2 separate regions of the Callithrix jacchus genome follow, and region 1 is linked to region 2. The links are chromatin contacts, called in public Hi-C maps. All regions are on one chromosome and are shown on one strand. The core of a region is the stretch at or near the end of the contact, and the rest is flanking DNA. Distances in the headings are between cores, read along the strand shown.

Evidence for each region. A called contact is a pair of places that touch in the nucleus more often than the background predicts.
Region 1: a contact with region 2 is called in a Hi-C map of induced pluripotent stem cells, with 2.6 times the contacts expected there. The contact joins the promoter of CCN6 here to the enhancer-like site in region 2. A contact is called at or near these places in 2 of 3 Hi-C or Micro-C datasets (induced pluripotent stem cells and skeletal muscle).

The regions. Positions count from the first base shown.
Region 1 is chr4:118,294,564-118,297,263 of calJac240_pri, reverse strand. CCN6 (cellular communication network factor 6) reads right to left here and starts at 1,272. Exons shown (of 7, transcript XM_035296543.3): 1 at 913-1,272.
Region 2 is chr4:118,251,956-118,254,655 of calJac240_pri, reverse strand. No RefSeq gene overlaps it. Among named protein-coding and RNA genes, the nearest start is that of CCN6, 43 kb to the left of the region's middle. Within about 2 kb of position 1,320, at least 2 of the 16 cell types and tissues checked have an H3K27ac peak or open chromatin away from gene starts, as enhancers often do.

The sequences.
Region 1 (2,700 bases), core at 23-2,522, 43 kb before region 2:
ATGTCAGCCTTGCCATAAGCTTGATAATGGAGAAAGGGCCGGGCTGATGAACCAAAAAAATCTACTCATCACAAAAATATGAGGTTACTGGTCTGTTTCTTTTTCATGATGAGAAACGTTTACAAGGTAAACGTTGTGTTAAAGTAATGAGCACACCTTGCATGAGACAGACGCGCACTATGAACCAGTCATTGATGGAGCAAGTTATGATCCTGTTTGACGGTGGAGCTAGATGCACCAACACAGTCACAGGAGTTCACCACTGGCGTCTGTGGGGTCTCTGACTCTTCACTCTGCATTCATCCAGCTCAGCTCCCATGGGCCTCTGAAGTGGCAGACTCACCCCTACCTGGCTCATACGCATTTGGATGATTTAGTTCATCTTTCGGGGCCTCCATTTCTGATATTCCCCCACTCTTCACTAAATACAAAACAAAGAAGGAAAAGAACCATTTCTGACAATGTTTATCATCTATAGAAATAAAATTATATTTCTGTTCTTTTCTGCTTCTTAATGCATAAGGGAACACAGCCAGATAGATTTCCACGAATTTGGGGTCCCCCAACTTAAAATATTGACTAACTGGTGTTTGAAAAGGGTACTGTGGGGGCCCCTGAAGGCTCCTTCGAGAGGTAGGCAGCCATCCTCTGGGGAAGCAGGACAGAGGCATAGGAGCCAGGCTGACTGCGCCTATGGGACTGAGATAAAGTCAGAGGCAGGTGTGCAGCAGGCCCTCTGGTTCACAGGCTTCCAGTGAGAGGAGCTGCTCTTCACCAGGCACCTCCAGTCTAGCCCAATGCTCTTAGGCTGCAGTGCTCCTACAGATCACCCAGGCATCAGGACCCGGTTCTGGGTGGGGCAGGAAACTCTGCCTTTCTAACCAGCACTGGTGGTTCTCGGAGCCTACTTACAGTTGGAGGTTTAAGCACCAAGATGAGCAGCACAGATGGTTATTTACTTATCGATTTCCCAGAGTAATTTCCCGTACAGCAGATACATTCAATAAAAGAAACCTGGAATCTGGAAGAAAAGAATCATTTCACACACAAGCATCCCCACTTGCCTGAAGCAGTGGCTCTCAGCTTTGCTGAAACTGGAATCCTGTGGGGAATTCACAATATCCCAGTGCCCAGGCCCCACCCCAGACCCATGACATCAGCGTCTCCAGGGGTGAGACCCAGGCATCAGGATGTTTTAAAGCTCCCTGGGTGATTCCGATGTGCAGCCAGGGTTGAGACTAGCTACCCTAAATCAACTATTTCCCATGAGTCACTGGCACGAACTGACAGCTCTACCTTCCGGTTCCTTCAGCTGGCTTCCTGTGCCTGCAATGGTGACATCGCAAGTCTGCTAAAGCCATGTCCCCCCTTAGATTTGGAGGTGCCAGTCATCAGCCCATTTGACACGGAGCCTATTTCTATGGGCATCTAGGTCTCTGCTATCTGCCAGGACACAGCTCCCAAAGGATGTTCTGCACAACACAGATTCCCCAGAGATGCTCACAGATGCTATTCAAAACAGGGAATAAATGCATTATGATTAAAGTAGTTTGGTTAAAGTCAAATAATTTATTTACTGAGAGACTTTTCAAATCCTTTAATTACCCAGTGCACTCATCCCCAATAGGAAGATATGACAGGCAACATTTTCCAAATAAATTTGACCATAAAAACATTTTTTAAAGAAAAAGGAAAATCCAGGAAACAGGCTTTGGAACATACTGCTCCCCCAGGGTATAATTTAAACTTTAAATTGTTTGGATGTTTCTTAATATTTTCAATATTGTTATTGATCAATTTTACTCAATTAACTAGTGTTTTTACAGGTAACTACGTTATGCTCTCTGTGCTGTATTAGGTACTGGGAGATGTAATTCACATGAAATGATTAGAAAATAGCTTCACTTAACTGAGTTACATTTTTAAAACAAAATGACATCTATTTTTTAAAGTTAAGAATAAAAGAGAAGTCTACATAAGTCAAAGAGGTCTTTGTGGAGGAAGCGGTATTCTTGAAGACCCTGAAGAATGAGTAGTGTCTACATGTGCAAGAGAACAGAAGGACAGAAATTTACTTTGAGGAAATGGCATGAGCCAGAACCTAGGTGGAGGAATGAGTGCAATTGAGTGTGATATGGGAATAGGGGATAGGGCAGGAGGGACAGTGAGTGGACCAGCCTCAATACAGTATCAATGGGAATACTGAGAGTATGCAATAAAAATTGACCTTATTCATAAGCTGATACCCAGTTTTCCCAATGAGATAATGTTTAAAGAAAAATTTCAGTAGCCAACCTGAATGTGTAAACTTGTAAGGAGGTAGATGAACTGATCAACATCTTCTTGTAATATTTATTAACATAGTACCCATGCTGACAGAGACTGAATTCTCCAGAAACAGATGCTGAGATGGAATTTGGAGTGTGAATGTTTTTTAGAGATCAATACCTGTCAAAGAAAGAGAAAAGCAGGATTTAGCAGAGAAAGATATTAAACTGTGATACAAGCCTGACAAAGACTCCACCAACCCTTCAGGGAGCTCTGGAGCAAATGTTGCCTACCAGAGTTACCCTCAGTGAAGCCAAAGTGGCCAGGGCTTTCTGTCTTTACCTTGCTTGGTCACCTGATGTCGACTGACCCAATCAATAGTGAGGTCTCAGGCTGGGAGGTCTAGGCACTGACCCTGCTGAGGCAGGCCCT
Region 2 (2,700 bases), core at 71-2,570:
ACATGTACATTTTCATAACTCTGAGAATGTCTCTAAGTTTGTGTGTTGATAGGGCAGGTGGATTAGGCCCTGAGAGTTAAGGCCCTTTACACAAATGCTTAGGTCCTTGATCTAATAATACCGGGAGAAGGAAACACAGGTGAAATTGAGAAAGCCCCAATCACAATTACGTGCTCATAGCTTAAAACACAATAACAAAACATGGAGCATTTCTACGTTCAAGCTTGCATAAAAGGCAATAGCAGGCCAAATCCAGTTATTACAGCAAATATGTACTGCAAATCTATCTGCCTTCAATTGTTTGAAGTTACCGGAAAATGTATTCCCTCATTCCCTAACCCCTAAACCTCTTGCAAAACACATCCCACAGATTACCATCACCAAACAGCAAAGTCATGGGCCAGGAACTGCGATGTTAGCCTTTCTCTAAAGAATCTCCTCCTGGCTCCTGACAGATCTTGGAAGGCATCCTCTGGCTGCATTCTTCGCTAGGAATGAGCACCGTCAGCCTGTGCACTCACTTGGCCTGGACATCACCCTAGAGACTCAGAATCTGGCTTCAGAAGAGTGGGAGGGGCAGAAGACGGAAGCAAAGAGCAGAGGCGAGGGCAAGAACCCCTTGGGCTGCTGGGCGCAGCACGGTGGCTCACACCTGTAATACCAGCACTTTGGGAGGCTGAGGCAGGTAGATCAGCCTCAGCGGAACGCCTGAGGTCAGGCGTTCAAGACCAGCCTGGTCAACATAGTGAAACCCCGTCTCTACTAAACATACAAAAATTAGCTGGGTGTGGTGGCAGGCGCGTGTAATCCCAGCTACTCGGGAGGCTGGGACAGGAGAATCCAAAGCCAGGAGGCAAAGGTTGCAGTGAGCCAAGATTGTGCCATTGCTCTCCAGCTTGGGCAACAAAAGTGAAACTTCATCTCAAAAAAAAAAAAAAAAAAAAGATCCCGGGGAGCTGATTGCTGCTCTGTGGACGCACCAAGGTCAGGCAAAGGAAATGTTCAATAGTCGACAATAGCCACAAGTGGAAGTGGAGAGCTGGCCACCTCTAGGGAGCAGCTGTCAATGAAGAAGGGTGAGCAGGAACCCCTGAACCCCAGACCTCCTCACAGAACCCCCCCATGTTGCCTACACGCTCTTTCTGAGCTCTTCTCTCCCATTCTGTCTTCAGCCCCTCGCGCGTGCGCACACACACACACACACACACACACCCTGCAGTAAAAGAGCTGATGCTCTCCTGTGGGAACTCTCTCGTTGAAATGAAGCGCTAAAGACAAGTGAAAGGGTTTTTTAAAACCAATCCCAATGATCCGTTTGGAGGAAATCTGCTGGAGGAAATAAGGCAATGTTTTGAATAGCATTTCCAGCACTGAGGGGAGTAAGTGGTGCCAATGAAGTGAAATCCTCAGCTGTCAGTCCTGGGCTTCTCTACCAGGGAAAACAATGAGAAATGTCTACCTCGCCTTTGTTCCTTGGAAATTTGATCAGAATTCCCCTCTACTATTTTCCTTCTGTACTCTTAACCAAATGCAAATTCTCAGGCACACGCTAGAGGTCGCTGTTGATTACATCCGAACCTCACCTCCCCACCGCCGCACGTCTTCACTGCAGAGGGAGCGGCCTGCAGGCTTTGGTGGCAGGAAGATCAACTTGGCCGCACCAGGGTCAGGTGCACCGTATTGGCCTGCGAGGACGTTGCTTTTTATTTCACAGACAAAAGTATAAAACGAGGATAAAGCAGACCATTAACGGTTCTTCAAATTAATTTGAATTTTTTAAGTACTGCATAATTTATGACCTTTTAACACTTCTATTCCTATACCTTCCCCTCCCTGACTGATCCTCCTACCGTATCACTTCTTCCCACATTTCTATTAAGCAATCTGAGGAATGCACAATAAGAAGGACTTGAATCAAAGCCCAGCCTTAAATAAGGACCATACCTACAGTTAGCTGCTATCATTGACACCGCTGGATTTGTATTCTTCCCAGCTAGTTCTGTGCCCAGAATATAAAACAGCTAAGAAATAAAATGACAAGACAACAGGGCCGATAACACTGTAAGCAATTCCAGCCTCTCTTGATGCTGAGATTTCTAAAGACACCACCCAAAGAGCGGTATTCTAATCGAAGACCATTATTAATGAACCAGAGCTCTGCCTGGCTGACTCCTATTCTTCCTCTCCTAATTATATTCATCTGCTCCTTCTTCGGTTCTAACTTTGGAAATTGCTTTCAGCACAGACCAATCCCAAAGGCGAGCTAGAAGACGGAGTTGATGTAAAAGTCGGCGGTATTATTTTTGAGGCAAGTCACGAAGTATTTATTGTTTGCTGCATTTCCATTCTGCCCTTGACTCTAGACCCAAAGTAGAATTTTCAGTGGCGATGCAGTGACATCATCCACGCAGACACTGGTGCAAAGCAGGGTCTCATTCAACATTAAGACTGTGGTACTGATGGCAAGGCTTAGAAAAATTTCTGAAAGATGAGTCCAGAGCACTGGTGTCAACTACAAAAGGTTTCTCAGTAAAGAGGGTGGCTTTGACAGTCCCCCACATGGGTAGTGAGCAGAGGCTCCAACGGCCAGCAGGGGCTGGGATGCAGTCATGAGGGTGGCATCTGTGAAGAGGCTTATTACATGTCAGCAGCCGAGAACCTATTACAGGAGGTAGCCTAACACTTGGGTCCCAGACGGAG